Regions from separate parts of the Sus scrofa genome. Here regions 2 and 3 are each linked to region 1. Evidence: chromatin contacts called from public Hi-C and HiChIP or PLAC-seq data. All regions are on one chromosome and are shown on one strand. The core of a region is the stretch at or near the end of the contact, and the rest is flanking DNA. Distances in the headings are between cores, read along the strand shown. Region 1 holds the start of CIPC (CLOCK-interacting pacemaker). Region 2 holds the start of VASH1 (vasohibin-1). Region 3 holds the start of AHSA1 (activator of 90 kDa heat shock protein ATPase homolog 1).

What was found. A called contact is a pair of places that touch in the nucleus more often than the background predicts. HiChIP or PLAC-seq counts read pairs in DNA pulled down with a chosen protein or histone mark.
Region 2: a contact with region 1 is called in an H3K27ac HiChIP or PLAC-seq map of alveolar macrophages. The contact joins the promoter of VASH1 here to the promoter of CIPC in region 1. A contact is called at or near these places in 1 of 47 Hi-C or Micro-C datasets (embryonic fibroblasts) and 2 of 2 datasets of contacts at active chromatin or transcription factors (alveolar macrophages and skeletal muscle).
Region 3: a Hi-C map of subcutaneous adipose tissue shows a contact between it and region 1, with 2.0 times the contacts expected there. The contact joins the promoter of AHSA1 here to the promoter of CIPC in region 1. A contact is called at or near these places in 3 of 47 Hi-C or Micro-C datasets (liver, skeletal muscle and subcutaneous adipose tissue) and 1 of 2 datasets of contacts at active chromatin or transcription factors (alveolar macrophages).

What each region holds. Positions count from the first base shown.
Region 1 is chr7:100,178,969-100,181,668 of Sscrofa11.1, forward strand. CIPC (CLOCK-interacting pacemaker) reads left to right here and starts at 1,421. Exons shown (of 4, transcript XM_013978333.2): 1 at 1,421-2,122.
Region 2 is chr7:99,909,348-99,912,047 of Sscrofa11.1, forward strand. It overlaps VASH1 (vasohibin-1), which reads left to right and starts at 1,297. Exons shown (of 8, transcript XM_003128659.5): 1 at 1,297-1,418. LOC106504512 (a long non-coding RNA gene) reads right to left here and starts at 1,110. Exons shown (of 4, transcript XR_001298050.2): 1 at 283-1,110.
Region 3 is chr7:100,509,156-100,511,855 of Sscrofa11.1, forward strand. It overlaps AHSA1 (activator of 90 kDa heat shock protein ATPase homolog 1), which reads left to right and starts at 1,441. Exons shown (of 9, transcript XM_001928890.6): 1 at 1,441-1,679. The coding sequence starts at 1,600. It overlaps VIPAS39 (spermatogenesis-defective protein 39 homolog), which reads right to left and starts at 1,009. Exons shown (of 20, transcript XM_003356755.4): 1 at 876-1,009.

The sequences.
Region 1 (2,700 bases), core at 171-2,670:
TTTATTTTTTTAAGGGCCACACCTGCAGCATGCAGAAGTTCCCAAGCTAGGGGTCGAATCAGAGCTGTAGCCTCTTGCCACAGTCACAGCAACGCCAACTACGTCTGTGACCTACACAGTCACAGCAAAGCCAACTACGTCTGTGACCTACACCACAGATACTTAACCCACCGAGTGAGGCCAGGGATCCAACCTGCATCCTCATGGACAGTAGTTGGGTTGTTACCTTGGAGCCACTGTGGGAACCTCTACCTGTCCTTAAAGCTTTACCTTCTGGTCTCTCCACTGCCAACAACAAACAAAACAAGCAGGTTATTCTTTACTCCCTTGATTTTATTAACTAGATTTTGTTCAGATCCCCCTGGCATTTATCACATTCTCGCTCATACTGTTTATCAGAACGTCTTTATTCCCCATACCAGATTCTAAGGTAACTGAAGGCAAAAACTGTTTTAGTCTGCCTCAAGATGAGGCAATATGGCTTAATGGTTTAGGACCAGGGCTTAGTAGTTTCGTCATCATCGGCATAAACTTCAGTGCCCTCCTCTATAAAATGGAAACGTTAACAGCAACTTCATTAATTTGTACAGGCATCACAAGAGAATTCGTGAAAACTGCTTGGCTCTTAATGACTTGCTAATTTTTAACTATGGTTTTCACTCCCTCCATGCCCCAAACAAAAGCCTTACATGCTGTAGGCTATTCGTTGGTGGCCCTTATCCTAATAAATACATTCATGCCCAGTAATGTGTTAGCACTCTCTGTATCTGGAGGACTAACATGATTACCCATGACCTAGCGCTCGCAACTTGGCAAGGCTTGGATTACCAACATAGGGTGATTCCCCCTGCCTCATCATCTAGATCAGCGCCCTCCAATATAACTTTCTGTGATGCTGGCAATGTGCTGTACAAAATCTGCACTGTCCCCAAAGTAGCCATTAGCTACATGTGGTTACTGAGGACTTGAAAAGTGGACAGTTTGAATGTGAAACCCAATTTTTGCATGTTTAAAAATTAGTTTCAATTGTCCCCTAATGATTAGTGGCTATCCTACTGGACAGGGTACCTCTGGAATTTGCCTGGGCTAATTAACACTGTTAAATTCACCCATGTCCTCTTTTTCAACTGCGAAGTTTTTCCTAGTCTAAGAAGTAACCTTCACTGATTCAGCACATCAGAACTTCAACTGATCTTAACCTTTTCTTCAGCTAATACACATGTGCTCCTTGTAATACTTCAAGAAGTGGCGTGAGAAAGAGAATCCATGTGAAACCCAGCACTAAGGTTTGCTGCACAGGACAAAGTGAGTCATACATCAAATGACATGAAATCAGCAGACAAAAATACTGATTGCATCGCTGCCTCGTGAAGCACCGGGAGGGCTGGCAGGGAACGCAAACCAGCCGCCGTGCCAGGCGTGGCAACCACGTGAGCTGTGAGCTGGGCGGTCCGGGCCAGCCTCCTTCGGGCGGAGACAAGGCCAGGCTACCCGCCTGCCCTCCCACGCCGGCCGCTTCCGCTCTTGCTCGCGTGCAAGTCAGCATGGCCTGCTACGCTCCCGAACCCTAAAGGCGTCCTGGCTTACAAGCCGAAAGAGTCATTTCCCCCAGGCAACCCCCACCCCCACCCCCAGGAAAATCACGCCGCCTGCCTTGTCAGCTAGAAGCCGGCGCAGCCCGGCTTCCCCAGGCCCCGCCTCGGAACCGCCCCCGCCCGCCGCCGCTCAGGGCTCTAGGTCCCTGTACAAAATGGCGGCCAGGCCTGCGGAACCAACCATAGAGACTCCCGCCTTCCAAAGACAGAGCGCCGGCTCGTAAGGGCGTTTGCCCCTCCCGGAGAGGCGTGTCGGCGCCCTCTTGCCGAGGGGGCGGGAACACCGTGCGCCTCCGAGTGCCTTTCTAGACCAATGAGCCGTCTCGGTGGTGCCGGGTCCTCCGAGCTGGGTCACGTGGCCGGCGAAACCCGCGGCGGAGGCTGGGGGAGGAGAAATGGGCAGGAGGCCCGGGGATAGCTTGAGATCCCACGACGACGGGGTTGTCATGGAGTTGCTGGGCCGGGCTTGCGCATGCGCCACCTTAGTCCTGAGTTGTCTGGTCGTGGAGCGGCGACCCCGGTCCTAGGTGAGAAAGGGGAGGCTTGAGGGGAAAGGGAAAGGATTTGAGCGAGGAACACGGGGAAAGGAGGTGGGAGGAGGGGAGAGAAGGGAGGCGAGGTAAGCAAGAGGGAGAGTGGGCACTTTCGGGGGACCGAGGGCCAAACGGTGGGACCTGGGGGTGGTGCGTCCCTCCCTCATTCAGTTGGTTGGTTTTGCTGCGAGGGTCGAGCCTGCGTAGGAGAGGAAATCGCGGGTGAGGAGGGGGTTGTGGGGGTGGGGCGGAAATGGGATGAGACCGTTTGGGCCGGTGGGTTCAGGTCTGGCCCTGGGGGCAGCAGCCTGCTGGGCTTCCGGGCGTTGGGGGACAGTCTGGAGGCCAGCCGAGCTGTGAGCAGAGGGGCAGGGAACGGGCAGGTGAGTGGACGCCAAGGCTGGCAACCCTCTGAGGGTCTTGGGCGTCCAATTTGGTGATGGGAGATAGTGCTCCGTTCTGAGCCCGGGGCACAGGTGTGCTGTCTTTCCCAGAGACCTGCTGTCACCCACTTTGCTGGTTATTTCTTCAGGGTGACCACCTTTCCAGGCGTGGTGCCAGGAGGTGGGGAA
Region 2 (2,700 bases), core at 47-2,546, 270 kb before region 1:
ATGGAACAGGCCCATGTAACAGACTGAGTTCCCTAGAACAAAGAGAGCCTCAAGGCCCCAGACTACATGGCTCAACAAAATGACCCCTGTCTATAAAAAAAAACCAAGCACTGCCCTGCAGGGGAGCCTGCATCTTCCTTGCTCAGAGCTCTTGACCACTCTGGTGGTCAATAAACTGTGCCTGCAATCTCACTGCTCCAGCCTCTGCCTCCTCCTTCCTGCCCCTTCCTTCTAACAAGTTCAACTAATCATCAGCTGTGTTAACTTGAAAAAGTGACTCACTGAGACTGGGCTTCTCCATCTGCATAATGAGTATGTTGTAGTTGCTGGTTCCTGGTGGCATTTACAGGCTTGGAGTCTTCCTGCCTCAGTCAGCATAAAAGGATCCCCCCTTAACTAGCTTTCTTGAAATCCACTGACCCTTTGCATTATGATCAGACCTGGTTTCTGATATGGGAGGCAGCAAGAGGGTGCTACTGAAGCTAGAGAACCTAAGATTCAGATACCAGGAACAACTTTAAGGAACAGATGGGGCATCACTGAGGACCTCGGGATTCCCCCGAGGCCTTCTCTGTCCCAGCCCAAGGGAAGTGGGACATGTGGCAATCACAGACCTAAAGAATCTGAATCTGCCTGCCTGGGCCCAGGAATCTGCATTTACTCTCAACACTGTTTTTCATACTAACTGCTGGTGGGGGAGAGGAGAGGAGTCGGAAAGCACGCATCCACCGCTGTCTCATTTTAGTACATCTTAGGAAAGTTCTTCGCTTTTGCCCCCAATTCACGCCTACCGCTCTGTGGGAGGGGGAGGGTGCCGTGGGCCTCCGCAGTCCTGGGCACGCACAACGAGCCGACCTTTAGCCTTTTTCTGGGCCGGCTGACCCTGCACCGTGGCTCGTGGTGCTGGGACTCGAGGGCAGCCTCCTTCCTGCGGTGGGCGCGAGGGCGCCCAGAGCCGGGTCCAGGGAGGCCCACTAAGGGCGAAGCCAGCGCAACCTGCTCTCACTGGCGGAGGTGGGGGGGGGGGCTGCTAGGGTGATTTTAACCCTTTCGCTTGCAGAGGTAGTGACCCTGACCCCTAAGTATCTTTCTTTAGGAACGCGCGCGCCAAGAGGACTGTGCTCACCCAGGGTGAAGGCCTCGGCTGAGGGGGAAACCGAGGCCCACAGAGGGGAGCGATCTATTCGTTATCCCACAGAAAAACAAACGCTGAATCCGGTCTGGAACCCTGGGTTTCCAAACCATCCTCTGGTTTCTACACCCCGAGAAGTCCAGCGAGGCAGGCAGTTCCCGTAGGAAAGTCCCGACCGCCGGCCTTCTGAGCCCGGCCGGAATCTCCGTGGACTTTGCGCTCGGTTGGGCACTTTGTAAACTTCCCCGGCAGCTCTGCACCGGCGTCGCAAGGCCTTTTGCGAGAGGTGAGAGGGGGAGCACAAGCCCACCCGCGTCCTAGAGACGACTTGAGGCAGAGGAATGGCTGCGGGAGGCGAAGAGCTGGGCGGGAACGCACTGGCCCTTTAAGGGGGGGACGGAGCGCATGCGCGGCGCGGGCTGGAGTCGCGCCGGGTGGGCGGCGGGCGGGCAGGGGACCCAGCCGGCGGCTGCTGGGCCCCCAGGCGGCAGGGGCAGCGGTGGCCGGAGCTTCACCGAGCCGCTGAGCCGCGATCTACGCGTGGATTCAGTTTTTTATGGGCTGCTTTCCGGGGACTAGCGCACCCTGCCCTTGCTGAGGCTTTGTCCCTTGCCTCCAGCTGCAGCCGTGCGTGCGCGAGCCTCTGGGCTTGCTCTCCCGGCCCCGAGGTCCTGTTTCCAGCCCTTGGCCGGGGGCGGGGTGGGGGGTGGCGGTAAGCGAGAGCCCGAGCGAACAGCTGCGCGAGCATCCTTTGCCTGCCTCCGCTGCGCCACCGCCCATGCTGCAGCCAGTCCGGGGCGGCGACCCTGTGGCCGCAGCCCGCCATTCGGTGACCTCAGCCTGGCCCCTACGCGCCGCCCGAGCCTCCCCCGCTGAGCCTCGGGCCCCAGAGCGGGACCTGCGCCCCGCGATGGCTCGGCTGGCGCAGCGCGGCGCCGGATGCCCGCCATCCGCCCGCTGAGACGCGCTGGGTTGGGGACCGGCGGGGCCTTAGCCCTCCCAGCTTCGCCTCCCCGCCGCGCCCTTCCCCATTCTGGGGGCTCCTCTCCTGTTTCCCGGGGCCGAGGGGACAGGGGGCTGAGACAAAGCCCACTTTGTGCGGGGAGTTGGCTGCGGGCGTGGAATGTGCGCGTCGGCGCGCGCCCCGCCAGCTGCGAGTCTACGCTCCCCGACTCATCCCTTTGGAGAAATCGCGCTCCCTCGCCGCCCTTCGGCCCGGGGGTCCGGGCTCCGAGCTGACGCGGCCTGGAGTCGCCTCGGTCCCCGACCCTGGAGCGCACAGGTGTGAGCGTACGATATTTTGTAGAGGAATTTGTTTCTGTCCAAAACTGGGAGCTGGGACGCCCAGTCGGCGTGGGCATTCGTGCCTTGACCCTTTCTTGGCCGCTGGTCTGAGCCGCCTGGCCTCAGTTTCCCTCCGACTTTTCTCCTCTGCCAGCCGAGACTGCTGTCCGTTATTGTTCTCGCTGTCAAATGGGAGAGCGTGGTGAAAGCTGCCAAGTTGGGGTGTATTCTTTATATCCCGTTTTTCAAAAAGAATAAGGCCTGTAAGTCTGACCCGGGACTAC
Region 3 (2,700 bases), core at 191-2,690, 330 kb after region 1:
CATTTCCACTTCGATTTGCATGGTCCTTTTTATCACTCTAGGGGAAACGACCGCAGGTCCTTACTATACTACAAAAAATAAATATCTGTAAGTGTCTACGAATAAGCACAGAATATGTCTAACAAATCCAATAATCCACCAGAGGACTTCTGGAATCTTTTTTAACCATGCAATGGCAATGAACACGTGACACTAGTTTGTACTTCCAGCATCAAATCAGAACCAAGATCTACTCAGTAAATAAAAAGACAATCATTTAATCGTTCTAGAATTTATAAAACCACCAGGTGCAATTTTAAGAGTGACTATGAAAGGTGCTTCCGCACGACTTAAAATACTTCAGGGCTTGTCCTTGTCACTTGTTTACTGAGAACCCACAATACTGGATAGTAGATCCGAGGGGAGAACAGGAACACGATAAGGAAAAGAAAACGGACACCCCCAAAATATCTACAACCAACACGCTCCCTGCCTCAGAACACCCCAGAAGCCAGCTACTGAGAAGTCATATTCGGATTCATTTAACATCTTCCGAGCCAGGCCTACAAAGGTGCGGCTATGAACTGAGACGAGGAAATGTGGCTTAAACTAGGAAGACTCCACGGGCCACGTCCAGGAAACACGGATCTACAGAAGCGGCCAGAGCCCAGGAGAACCCTGGTGGGGCAGAAGTTCGTTCAAAATCACCTGTTCGGGCTCATTCGCAGCCCCAACACCGAGTGTACACTGGCTCCCAACCCAGGGGTCAGGGGGACTGAAACAAGAGTCAGGCCTGGGAGGTCTGGGGACGCCTCAAAGAATAGGGGGGAAGATATGGATGCGGAGAGGCTGAACTCAGCCAGATACGTGGCCCAAGGGGTTTGGGACACCCTCACCTCTTCCACACCGAGCCCTCCCTCTCAGGTCAGCGCCAGACTCTTCCGCCGCTGGACCAGCCTTTCTACACAATCTTTGCGACATAGAAAAGGGGCGGAAGGGGATAGTCTCGGAGAGAGGCGGGAGGAGGTGTCGCAGAGGGGGAGGAACCATGAGTCAAAAAGGAAGCCACATCGCATTATGGAAGTTGTAGTTCTCGCCGCCTCGATCATCCGACGCTGCCTGGACAGACTCCGGGCCTCATGACTACAACTCCCAGAACACCCAGCGCACCGTGCTTAGGAGGTTTCCTCTACAGGTTGCACGACCTTCCGCGGTTATTTTGCAGGGTCACTGAAGACTACAACTCCCATGAGGCTCAACAGGGCAGATTAAGGGTTCAGGGAAACAGTGAGACTTGTCTTTTGGGTCTCTGCGGGTGGGGAATGGTCGTGTTGAGGGTTGCATTTCGGGCCTTTTACGGGATAACCCGAAGGAGTTAGCAGGAGCCCTAGAGCAGTGGGAAGCTAAGGTCCGACGAGGGGGAACGGAAGTACCCGGTAGGACGGAGGAGGAGCCGGAAGTTGAGGCGGGGAGGGGCGGGGGGTGGAGGGAAAAGCAAGCTAGGAGGATCTGCGGCCGCTTCTAGTAGTTTCCAGGCGCTGCCGGGCGGCTGGGACCGGGCGGTCCTGAGGCTGTGGCTGTGGCTGCTTAGGCGCTGGTGGCGGCGCGATAGGCGAGCCGATGGCTAAGTGGGGTGAGGGCGACCCACGCTGGATCGTGGAGGAGCGGGCGGACGCCACCAACGTCAACAACTGGCATTGGTGAGGGCCAGCGGGCCAGGCCGCGGGAACGCTACGGCAGGGCCGGGGTTACAGGGTCCCCGGAACCTCTGCCGGGACAAAGCTGGGGCCGAGGCATCCCTACCTGCCCGGAGATGGGCGTGGGTGTTTCTTGTTGTGGGGGTCCGTAGTTCCAGGTTCCTCTACTCTCCGGTCTCCGTTTCAGTTTGGCGGAGGGGGGCGCAGGGGGTACGACGTGGAGGGCTGCGCCCCAGAGGAGGGGTTTCAGATATAAGAGAACATAACCCCTAGCAGCTGTATTCAGCCTGGGCAGAGAGGTGCTTCCCACACGTGGCCGGAGAAGTCACTGAGACCCAAACCGTCGCGGACTGTATTCGGAGATTGCAGGGTTAGGCTGCGGAGGGTTAGGATTTCTATTTTTCCACTGACGGGTGGAATTTAAAAGTAAGTCATAGCGAACCGCTGCCTCACTCCAGAAGGCTAAGGTTTGGAACGTGTTCAGCAGGTGCTTAGAGTTCAGTGATGCTCAAGGCGCCACGGCCTCTCACCCGGAACTGTTAAGTGATTGTATTGTAATTACAGGGACTGCCCCTTGTTGCCGGGCAATCGTGGTTTTATAACCTGACCACTTGAAAGCCTACCATTCTTCATGAAATCTTCTGGAAGTAATGTTTTCTTTTAAGTCCACTGAACTCTGTTCATACTGTCTTTATTTTTACTTTGTTGTAGTTCTTTTTACTGTTTTCTCTACTTAGTAAGTTGGGAGGTAGGTAGTTTTTCTTCTCTGTATCTCAGCCCGCCACTTCTCCTCTTAACATAATGTGCTTGACTTAATTTTTTTTTGTTTCTTTGAAAGTCCTTGGCTTAACATTGATTTTCTAGCTATTTAGAGGGCGCAGAATGTGTAGAGCATTTTGTGGCACGCTTGAATTTAACAGGTCAAATACTGCTTATGAGGTTAAAATTATTGGTTTATTTCTCACTGGACCTTTTAGCTCAATAGTGCATTCTCTAGACAGTAGTGTGCTCCTGACCTCAGCAA